Regions from separate parts of the Gossypium hirsutum genome. Here region 1 is linked to region 2. A link is a contact called in public Hi-C data. All regions are on one chromosome and are shown on one strand. Each heading gives the region's core, a stretch centred on a gene start, on an enhancer-like site or on the middle of the called end of the contact. The rest is flanking DNA. Distances are from core to core; before and after follow the strand shown. Region 1 holds the start of LOC107948342 (probable protein phosphatase 2C 38). Region 2 holds the start of LOC107948336 (60S ribosomal protein L4).

Evidence for each region. Hi-C and Micro-C count contacts between places; a contact is called where the count stands out from the background.
Region 1: a Hi-C map of leaf shows a contact between it and region 2, with 2.0 times the contacts expected there. The contact joins the promoter of LOC107948342 here to the promoter of LOC107948336 in region 2. A contact is called at or near these places in 2 of 34 Hi-C or Micro-C datasets (both in leaf).

Annotation. Positions count from the first base shown.
Region 1 is chrA04:69,703,604-69,708,878 of Gossypium_hirsutum_v2.1, reverse strand. LOC107948342 (probable protein phosphatase 2C 38) reads left to right here and starts at 2,231. Exons shown (of 4, transcript XM_016882850.2): 1 at 2,231-3,175; 2 at 3,257-3,624; 3 at 3,709-3,945; 4 at 4,023-4,610. The coding sequence starts at 2,896. The coding sequence ends at 4,247.
Region 2 is chrA04:69,248,477-69,254,593 of Gossypium_hirsutum_v2.1, reverse strand. LOC107948336 (60S ribosomal protein L4) reads left to right here and starts at 3,910. Exons shown (of 2, transcript XM_016882838.2): 1 at 3,910-5,164; 2 at 5,866-6,117. The coding sequence starts at 4,061. The coding sequence ends at 5,979.

The DNA of each region.
Region 1 (5,275 bases), core at 982-3,481, 460 kb before region 2:
AAGACTATCATTTTTCTGTATCTAGACAAATTCTAGACATGAAACAACTCCATATATATATATACACAAATGAAATGTGACACGTGACTGAAGTTAAAAAAATATATTATTAGTGTGTCAAATACTAAGCTATAAAATATATAGTCAATACTTATATTTTGAAAATATATATATATAAAAATTTCAAGTTAATCAGGCTACTCTCATATGATATGATAGATAATTGACAAAAAATAAACATGTCACATTAGACAAATTCTGCTAGAACATATTGATAATGTTAATGATTAGATTAGTATTTTTTTTTTAAAAAAGGTAAGAAGATTTAAACTTATATTGTTTAAATGCAAAAACTAATGTCATGTTTGATAAAACGTTGAAAAAAAATTCAATCAACTGTAAATTAATATTTTTGACTACACCTTCGATAAACCACAATGAAGTTTACTAGATAAAATTTTTCAACAAAAAAGTGTAGAAAATGATAAGTAGATAGGGACCTATTTATCACTTAATAGATAATAAATTCAATTATTTTTATTTTATTCTATTTCATTTAAGATTATATTATCCTTTATTAAACAATCTAATTATAATTAATATTTAATTTTCAATAATACACCAAATGATTTTATAACTTAAATTTAACTTTTAATTTTAGTAATTTTTTTTATCAACACACTTAAAGTTTTTAAGTTTATCAAACATAGTTTAAATATCAAATTTAATCACTATAGAAACTAACAACATGTTTTGACCAACATAAAACAACTTAATCACAATTATATCCTAACAAACAAATTATTAGTCAAGTAATAATAATTTGTATGTTTGTCTCAAAAAAAAGTATAATACCAAATTTAGTTGTAAATATTTATATTTTTTTGTCAATTTGATCATTATTATTATTATTTAGCTAAATTCGACTCTTAATCTTTTAAAAAGAGTCGAATTTGATTACCAACTTTTTAAAAAAAGTTAAGTTGTTGTTATTTAATGGAAATACTAATTCAAAACTTTAATTTCAATCCTCATTGCAATCCACACATACTCCATGTTTTTTTTTTTTAAATTTATGAACTTTTTATAATTTTGATTTTTGATACTTTTTAAATTCTTTGTCACACAAATTAGTCATGCCAACATGGTTAAAAGAATTAATATTTTATTCATCATCTTTATTAAAAGAACGATCAATATGACGCTTTTTGAAAGATTAATGACTAAAATTAACTAAAAAAGAGAAAAAAATTAATAACCAAACTGATAAAAAATATAAATCTACATAGCTAAATTTAACATTACTGCAAAAAAAAAAATTGTATGGGTTATAAGTTTTGTGATTTAAGATAGGATTTTGCGTGCAACATTTTGGAAATGCACATTTACAGGTGAAGCTAGAACTTTAACGCCATTGAATTTGAACATATAAAGCATCAAAAGTGAAAGAAAAGAAAAAAGAAGAAACCCATATTTTACATCATATTAAAAATTAAAAACACAAATACTGTGTCCTCTTCTGAAGTAAACGAGTAAGTATTGAGCCTCCAATCTGCTTTCCTAAAAAAGGTGACATTGTTGACAAGTACAAGAATCTGATTAAATGCTATTCGGCCATCAATGTATGTACAGTGAGAAATATGGTGTTGATGGCTGAAAATGGTCCTGTAGATGGAAGGTGAGCCAAACTCATCTCAATGCTGTCCAGTTGCTGGCTGAACAAGAACTGGAAAGAATGCATGTACCATTACCAAATATATATCCATCAATCCAGTGCCAGAGCAATGGACCCCCCCATCCTTCCCTTTCTTTTCAATTTAAACCAGTTGTTCATATTTCTCATCACAAACTCATAGCCAACAGAATAATTAAACATGATTTTGATCATTAATAGCTGGCAAAGACATCAGTAAAACTTTGGTACTGAAAAGGACATCATACCCTTTTTCTTCTTTTACACATATTCCTTAATATGTATGGAAGAAAATGAAATATGTTTGGTGTACACAAATTGCCGGATAATATATATATGAGTAGGTTTTCCACTTCTTCTTTTTATGATGATGTTGGAATCCCAAGCTTTATATGGTAAAAACAGAATTTTTCTAAAATTAAGAATGCTTTAACATGTTTAGGAAAGGGTCAAGTATGAAAATAGTAATGGAAGGATACTTGCCTAAAAACCTTGGATTATTCATTCATGATTGCAAATAAACAGAAACGAAAACTTGAAATCTCAGCCATGCAATAAAATCTGTCATAGTTTTAGGGCAAAACCACTTGAAAGAGACTAAACAAAACCAGAAAGGCAACAAAGAAGTATGTTACAATAACAAAAACAACAATGTCAGAAGCCAGTGATTTAAATCTCTTTTTATTTCTCATATTGGATCTCCTCTGACTCCCCAAGAAAAAAAAAACAAAACTCAAGATCTGCCAAAAAAACCCCAAACTCTCCTCTTATCCGTTTCGTATTTTGATCTCAGACAAAAGTTTGTCTCTATCGAATCCCAAGGTGCTTTTCCAGCTAAGTCTGTTGGCGAAACATGGCACACCGTGAAGGGACCAAAGACATTTAATCCAGATTCAAGGTACTCAGCCACCAGCGCACCCCCCCCCTTATTCTCTGAACTCACATAAACTATTGCTTTCTTGTCTCAACTTCACACGCAGCAGTTGAGTTAGCCCATACCCAACTTGGTCCTTCCTTGTCTCGGAATAGGTCTGATAATAATGGTGTCTAATTCTTGGTTATATAGTTCCAAGTATTGGGGTTCTAGTATTGTACAACAAACAGAAACTTGATCCCTGAATGAGCCTTGGGACCTTCTTCTTTATCAGGGTTTTATGAACACATATATATCATACATTTGCTGAAAAATTGATTACCTGAAAATGGTTAAATCCTGTTGGAAACCATCTATTGAGGGTGATTCTAGAGGGTGCCTTGATGGTTTACTGTGGTATAAAGATATAGGGCAACATGTTTATGGATATTTTTCAATGGCAGTGGTTCAAGCCAATAGTTTGTTGGAGGATCAAAGCCAACTTGAATCGGGATTGTTGAGTTCGAGTAGTTCCGGTCCGTACGGGACTTTCATTGGTGTGTATGATGGACATGGTGGACCTGAGGCTTCAAGCTTCATCAATTACAACCTTTTCTGCAATTTTAAGTGTACGTTTTATTTGGACTAATCATTTATGCAGTTCTATATAGGTTGGCTTAACGCTTATTTATGTTTCCCTTGATTTGCAGCATTTGTGTCTGAGAATCAAGAAATGTCAACAAATGTTCTCAGAAAGGCTTTCTTGGCAACAGAAGACAAATTTCTTTCCCTTGTGAGGAAGCAATGGCTGGTTAAGCCGCAAATGGCATCGGTCGGATCGTGCTGTTTGACGGGAGTGATCTGCAATGGACTGCTATACATTGCAAATGCTGGTGATTCCAGAGTAGTCTTAGGCAGATCAGTAAGAGGGGCTAAGGAAGTTATAGCAATGCAATTATCGACCGAACACAATGCAAGTTTTGATGCCGTAAGAGATGAGCTTCGGTCGTTGCATCCCAATGATCCGCAGATTGTTGTGATGAAACACAAAGTTTGGCGTGTTAAGGGCCTTATACAGGTAAGCTAAACGTTGAAACTGAACTGAAAATGAAATCATTTTCATTTAAGTCTCTTATTTATCCCCTCCTTTTTATCATTGCAGATTTCAAGATCCATAGGTGATGCATATCTAAAGAAGGCAGAATTCAACGAAGAGCCTCTCCTGCCTAAATTTAGACTGCATGAACCGTTTCGAAAGCCGATCCTTAGTGCCGAGCCGTCATTGTTAGTACATAAACTCCACCCTGATGATCAGTTTCTCATCTTTGCTTCTGATGGTCTTTGGGAACACTTGAGCAACCAGCAAGCTGTTAGAATTGTGCAGACTAGCCCACGAAATGTAAGTTTACCATGGCAAAATGGCTGAACACAGAAAAAAGACTGTTGAGCATTGGGTTAACACTTCTTTTGATGCAGGGAATTGCAAGGAGACTTGTTAAAACAGCACTCAAGGAAGCAGCACAGAAAAGAGAAATGAGATACTCAGACCTGAACAAGATTGATAGAGGGGTGAGGAGACATTTTCATGATGATATAACAGTCATAGTTGTCTTTCTAGATCCCCATTTGATCAATGGAAGCTCATGCTACAACTCTCCCATGTCGATAAAAGGCGGAGGAAGACTTGCCAGCCTCTGCTAGTACCGTTGCTGGTGACTCATCGCTAGGAAATTAAGATGAAGAGCTAAATGTCTAAAAAACTTATCCTCAAATTTCCTTACAAATAGGGGACTAACCTTGTTGAGATTGCAAGACAATGTGTAGATATGGTTTCATGCAATTTAGTTGGTAAATTGTCTGCTCTCCTGCTACCACAATTGATAACGTCTCTCATTCACAGTCCAGATTTATGTTATCTTAGGCCTTACATGGTGAAGAAATTCCCTTTTATATATTTATACAAAACTAATGGCTCCTTTGCTTAGACTTAGTTTAGCTACTTTTCTTCATAATGATGTATTCTTTTTTTGTCTTTGAAAAGCTTAGAAGTATTTTATTTAGTAATATTTTTGTCTCAAAAATTTAAAAATACTTAAAAGTAATGCTAAATTGACCTTTAATCTTTAACGAGACTTATCGTAGCAAAGAATATTGGGGTATTGTTTTACGAAATTTTAAGAAAAAAAAGGAACCAATAAATTAAACATTAAAGAACCTGTAGCACTATTTTTTTAAAAAAAAATATCAATCATGTGAACATGAACAAGGCGTAAGCTATTAATGGTGTATTTAAATGTTTCATGTCATATTTATTAAAACTTATAATTATTGATTTTAAATTTAAATGCTTGTAGAATTCTATTATTTTTTTTATACAAAATAAAGATAGAGATTAATATAAAAAATTATGAAGCATGAATACGTACACACAATATAAGTATAATACGATACGAATACGGCGATACGATAATTTTTAAAAAACGATGATATGAATACGGTAACATACAACAATAATAAAATATTTTAAATATTCTTATATATTTTTTAGTTAAAATAATTATTGTAAATATCTGCTAAATTAATAAAACAATACCCAAGACAATACCTTTGGGCTTCCCAAAACACTTCGAAAACAACAATAATAAACATAAATTAAATTCAACCCAATTTTCTAGACTGTTTCATCAAGCATAGAAAAAGTAATTCTAGAAAAAATCTAAAAGGCAAAT
Region 2 (6,117 bases), core at 2,661-5,160:
GCCTTGATTCATTATAAAACATAGAAAAATAATACGAAGTAAGCTTCATAGCTTAGTAAGCTCGTATATAAATAATTTAATTCATTGAATAAATGTAAATCAACCAATTTCACATTAATTACAAACCTTTCTCATGTTTTAAACTTGATTAAATACCATCTTATTGAACCTTCTCTATTTAATACTCGAATAAGTTCTATACATACCTGTATCACCTCGTACTAACCTCTTTCTCAACCACATCATTCATTTATCCGTTGAACCATTCGGAATAGAAATTGGATACTCAATAGTCTCATTCGATAAGTACCTATACCATGGCCCGTAGCCAAATCAAGGAAATTTATCCGAAAAACTATTTTCATGGCCCTAAGTCAAAACATCCGATATGCATGGCCCGAAGCCAAATCGGTACAACTCGCACCCGAAGTGCTAATATCATGACCCGTAGCCAACTCATCCAATATGCATGGCCCGAAGCTAAATCTGTATATCATCTTATAACATGTCACAAGTATCCAAATCTATTCCTAAAGCTCAACCAGGATTTTTATCTTGTTAATTCCATCTTCGAATAATTCCGTAGAGTCGTATTTACAATTCATACATTAATAAAAATCTCATAATCACAGTTTAGGCAATATCAAAGCATTTAACATACATTTATAATGAAATCATCACATACGAACTTACCTCGAGTATGAAAACGGCGAAATGAGTCAATTACTTGATAATCTTGCCTTTCCCCCGATCTAATTTCGGATTCCTTTTTTCTTAATCTAAATATATTGAAAATTAACTTCTTTAATCAATCACTCATTCAATTTAGTCCAAAACATACATTTAGGCCTATTTCCACTTTAGTCCCTAAACTTTTACACTTTAATAATTTAGTCCCTATTTCACAAATACACAAAATTTACATATTTTCAATAAACCAAGCTTGGATGAATTTCATATAAGTCCTTAACAGCCCAAAACTTTCATTTATTTCACAGTTTAACCACACAATTTGCACCTTTCACAAATTAATCCCTATTACGCATTTTCATCAAAAATCACTTAACAAAACATGTAAAACTATCATCAACCTTTCATATTTCAACATTAAACATCAAAGAACTCATAGATTCAACAATGGAAACTCTCAAAATCTTTAACAGTTTCAAAATCTAAGGTATGGGCTAGCTAGATTGAGCTGCAACGATTACAAAAATATAGAAATCATCAAAAACTAAGCTAAAATAGACTTACAATTGAGCTAAGCAATGACTGGACCCTTCAAACCCTACAATGGTGTTCTTTCCTCTTGAATTTCGGCACTTGAAGAAGATGAAAGAAAATTAAGTTTGTTTGTTTTATTTATTATCATATTAATAACCAAATTACCTAAATAACCTTTAATAAAACATTTAAAAACACTTAATCATATGTCCATATAAGTCTACTAATGTTTCAAATGGTTTAATTACCATTTAAGGCCATCATATTTAAAAGCCAAAGCTATTTGACACCTTTAACAAGTAGAATACAACTTTTGCATTTTACGCAATTTAATCCTTTTTCTCAAATTAAGCAATTAAACAGATAAAATTGGCTCACGAAATTTTTACACGTACATGCTATCATGCTGTAAACACCAAAAATAATATTAAAATAATTTTCCAACATCGGATTTGTGGTTCCAAAACCACTGTTCTGATTTAGCTAAAACCAGGCTGTTATAGTCTGGCACACTAGTGTGTGTGGCCATATCTTAGGGCACACGGGCTAGCCATACTGGCATGTGTGTTGGCCGTGTGACCAAGTCAGAGAGTTACACGGGGTAGGACATGGGCTGGAACACGGCCATGTGCTTTCATTTCGAATGTCTACACGACCTGTGACACGGGCATGTCTTTGGCCGTATGAAACACACGTCCGGGCCACACAGGCGCGTGTCCCCTGTATTTTTGAAAATTTTCTAAGTGTTTCAAAATTTTCTTGAGCTATCGGTTTAGTCCCGAACCACTTCTAAAGTATGTTTAGGGTCTCGTAGGCTCGTATTAGGGACAATGTGATTGAGTTTGAATGATGATTGCATGAAATTTGAAAATGTATGTGAAATGAATGTTTAATTGTTTTATAAGTTTGGTAATGCTCCGTAACCATATTCCGATGTTGAATACGGGTTAGATTACCCACGCCGTCCTGCATTGACAATAATACTCATGCCAATCGACCATTTTTCACTAATTTTAAATTTATGTAACATACACATATTCCGAAATATATAGATATAAATATATATAAAAGGGCATAATAATTGTTTAGGGCTTGAAGGCGTATGTGTTGTACAGTGATTGAATTTAGAATTGATGTTACCTAAAGGGTTGATATCAAGGTCTTTACCATTTCACTCAAGATTTAGTTGACAGTTTAAATTTATTTTTAAATATGTGAAATGTGGGATATACTGCTCTTCTCCCTCCCCGTATGAAATTATATCCTATTAATCAATATTTTATTTATTTCATTATAGTTGTTTATTTTAAAATAAATATTTTTGGTAGATCTTTTTAGCAATTTTAAAATGTGTTTGTTTCGTCAAAAATGATTTATCGAAAATAATTTTAATATTTTTTTATGTTTGTTTTATGAAAAATAATTTAGTCAATAAAAAATAACTTACTAATTAACGAAAAATAATCCATATTTTCTAAAAGTTAGACTTCTTATTTTGAAGAGCATGAATCATTTAAAAAAAACTTATAAATAACTTGATTTTTATATAAAATCTAATTTGAATAAAGTTGAATATTATTAGAATAAACTTTTATTTTGAAATTTTAATATATCTAAAAAAATAAAATATTATAATTTTTAATATTATTAAACATACATATTTATATTTAATAATATTCTAATAAAATTATTTAAAATTATAATTATAATTTTAATAATAAATTTTGACATTAAAAATAATTTTAAATTTAAATATATACTTAATATTTTATATTAATATTTTAATAATATATACTAAAATTTATAAATATTTAATAGGAAATATTTTTTTTAGATTATAATAAATTTTTTAAACTATAAAATGCATATTATAATTTAAATTCCACTTAGCTTTATGCATCATTTCGAGCTCCAATGCATTGTTATCCATTTATTTATATAATAATAACTTCATTTTTTTTTGTAATCACATGTGTGAGTTTAAGATCAATTCAATTCGGGTTGAAGTGAAATTCAAATAAAACATTCCCAACAATGAGGACTACGAGAGTCAAGTTTAGTCCAAATATTTGGGAGGAAGAACTCTACTTTTACTTCTCCTAACCATCTATTGGTACTTCAAATTAAATTTTAATTAGACATTGATTATTATTAAATGTATACGAGATATTAGTTATTATAAAATATTATCTTATTACAAAATAAATTTTTGCTGTCAAATAGAAATATTTCTATAATATTTTGTAACAAATATGATTTATGTTATATTTATTTCATTGAAAATAACTTAAAATCTTTTTACCAAGCATAGAAGTTAGGTGAGATAGTAAGAGTCTCTCCTACCTTAACCAGTGGTCGAGGGTTTGATCTTCGCTCTGGGTATGGAGCAACTTTAAAATTTGTGACCAGCATTTATCCCCTTAATGGACCTATAGAATGTGGAAGATTGGTTACAAGACTAGCTCGAGTGGATGCCTTAAAAAATGAAAAAAATACATTTATTAAAAGCATAAAATATTTTATGCAAAATTATTCAAACATGAGAAGATATTAAAATTTTTAAAAAAGTAATATATTTTTTAGAAATAATTTTTAAGGAAAGAAACAAAAATAATTAATTAATTTGGACGGGCTGTCCTGTGATGGACCCATAAAGTACATTAAGCTTTGAGTCAGAGTTATTATATTCGGGTCAGCAGCCCAAAATTTGTTAACCATCGGCTCTTTTCCTAATAAAATAGAATATAAATAATCCATACTTCTCAAAACCCTAGAGCTCCTCCCGTTCTTCATTCTACTCCATCTTCACTCCCCCACGTCCCCCAAACCCTACAAAATGGCCGCCGCCGCGCGCCCTCTTGTCTCCGTCCAAACCATAGAGTCTGACATGGCTACTGATGCCACCCCAACCGTTCCTCTCGCTGATGTGATGAAAGCCTCGATTCGACCCGACATCGTCACCTTCGTCCACGACAATATATCCAAAAACAGCCGTCAACCCTATGCCGTCTCCAAACGCGCTGGTCACCAAACTTCAGCTGAATCCTGGGGTACCGGTCGTGCCGTCTCGCGTATCCCTCGTGTTCCTGGTGGGGGTACTCACCGTGCAGGCCAAGGTGCTTTCGGAAACATGTGTCGCGGTGGACGCATGTTTGCTCCTACCAAGATCTGGCGCCGCTGGCACCGGAAAATCAATGTTAACCAGAAGCGTTACGCCGTTGCTTCCGCCATCGCCGCCTCCGCTGTTCCTTCCCTCGTCATGGCACGTGGCCACCGCATTGAGGCTGTACCGGAGATGCCGCTGGTCATTTCTGATGCTGTTGAGAGCGTTGAGAAAACCTCGGGTGCAATCAAGGTTTTGAAACAGATCGGAGCATATCCTGATGTTGAAAAGGCTAAGGACAGCCAAGGAATCCGACCCGGAAAAGGAAAAATGAGGAATCGGAGGTACATTTCCCGTAAAGGTCCTTTGATTGTTTACGGAACTGAGGGAGCTAAGCTTATTAAAGCCTTCCGTAACATTCCTGGAGTGGAGGTTGCCAACGTGGAGAGGCTTAATCTGTTGAAACTGGCACCTGGTGGTCACCTTGGAAGGTTCATTATTTGGACCAAATCGGCTTACGAGAAGCTGGACACAATTTACGGGTCATTTGATAAGCCTTCTGAGAAGAAGAAAGGGTACGTACTGCCTCGATCTAAGATGGTGAACGCTGATCTGGGTAGGATTATCAACTCTGATGAGGTGCAGTCGGTTGTGAAGCCCATTAAGAAGGAGATCAAGAGGGCACCTTTGAAGAAGAACCCACTCAAGAACTTGAATGCTATGCTGAAGTTGAACCCATATGCGAAGACTGCTAGGAGGATGTCTCTTTTAGCCGAGGCACAACGTGTTAAAGCTAAGAAGGAGAAGCTTGACAAGAAGAGGAAGCCCATTTCTAAGGTATATCAAGTTCGTTTTGTTTTGAATGTTTCCTGAATGATGATAATTGTGTAATGGCTTTGTATGTTTGGCTTCTTAAATTATATGTTTTTGCTTATTACTGCTTCATAATTGTTCCATTAATTGCAATGAATATCGTGGTTGTGCTTATGAGAGTACTCTGTTTTGGTGTAGGCCTCCTAGAAATAGTGTATATAGTTTATTGTACACGTTTCGTTTGTTGAGATATTACCTTTATTGGATGTTGCTTCTTTATACCATACTCGGTTTGCTTGACTAACATTTGGCAGATATTACACTTGTATGAGATATTACACTATCTGGTTTAAGTTTAAACAATTTGTTAAAGTGCATCAGTCAAGTTCTATACTTTATAAGTTTTTATGCATTGATGATTTTATCATTTGTTGATAATTAATTTGGGCATAAAATTACTTGGAATGGCTTTTGTTTTTGCTGCTCTGTGCCTATTGTGATCATTTGTGCTATTCAAATTATACTTGTTTCATTTATTTTTCAATTCTTTCTCAGGCTGGATATATTATCTTATCAATCTTTATATCTGGCATGCCATTGAATGTTTGTTCATGTTTAAGAACTCCTAGTTGTATTATAGATTCTAGCTGTCTTGTTATTTTGTATCGTAATTCTAAGAATCCCTTGTTTTTTTTTTTTTGAATGCTATCTTGTGGACGATTCAGGAGGAGGCAACAGCAATCAAGTCAGCAGGCAAAGCATGGTATCAGACTATGATCTCCGACAGTGATTACACAGAGTTTGAGAACTTCTCTAAGTGGTTGGGTGTGTCTCAGTAATTTTAGTTTTTGATTTAGATATTTGTTGCAGTCAATGTTGTCAACTTTGTTATGGTGTTGTCTTTTTAGTTATTTTGATGTTTTGAGTTGTGGGTGGAAGGAAAATTAGTGAAATATCATGCTCTAATACGCTTCTGT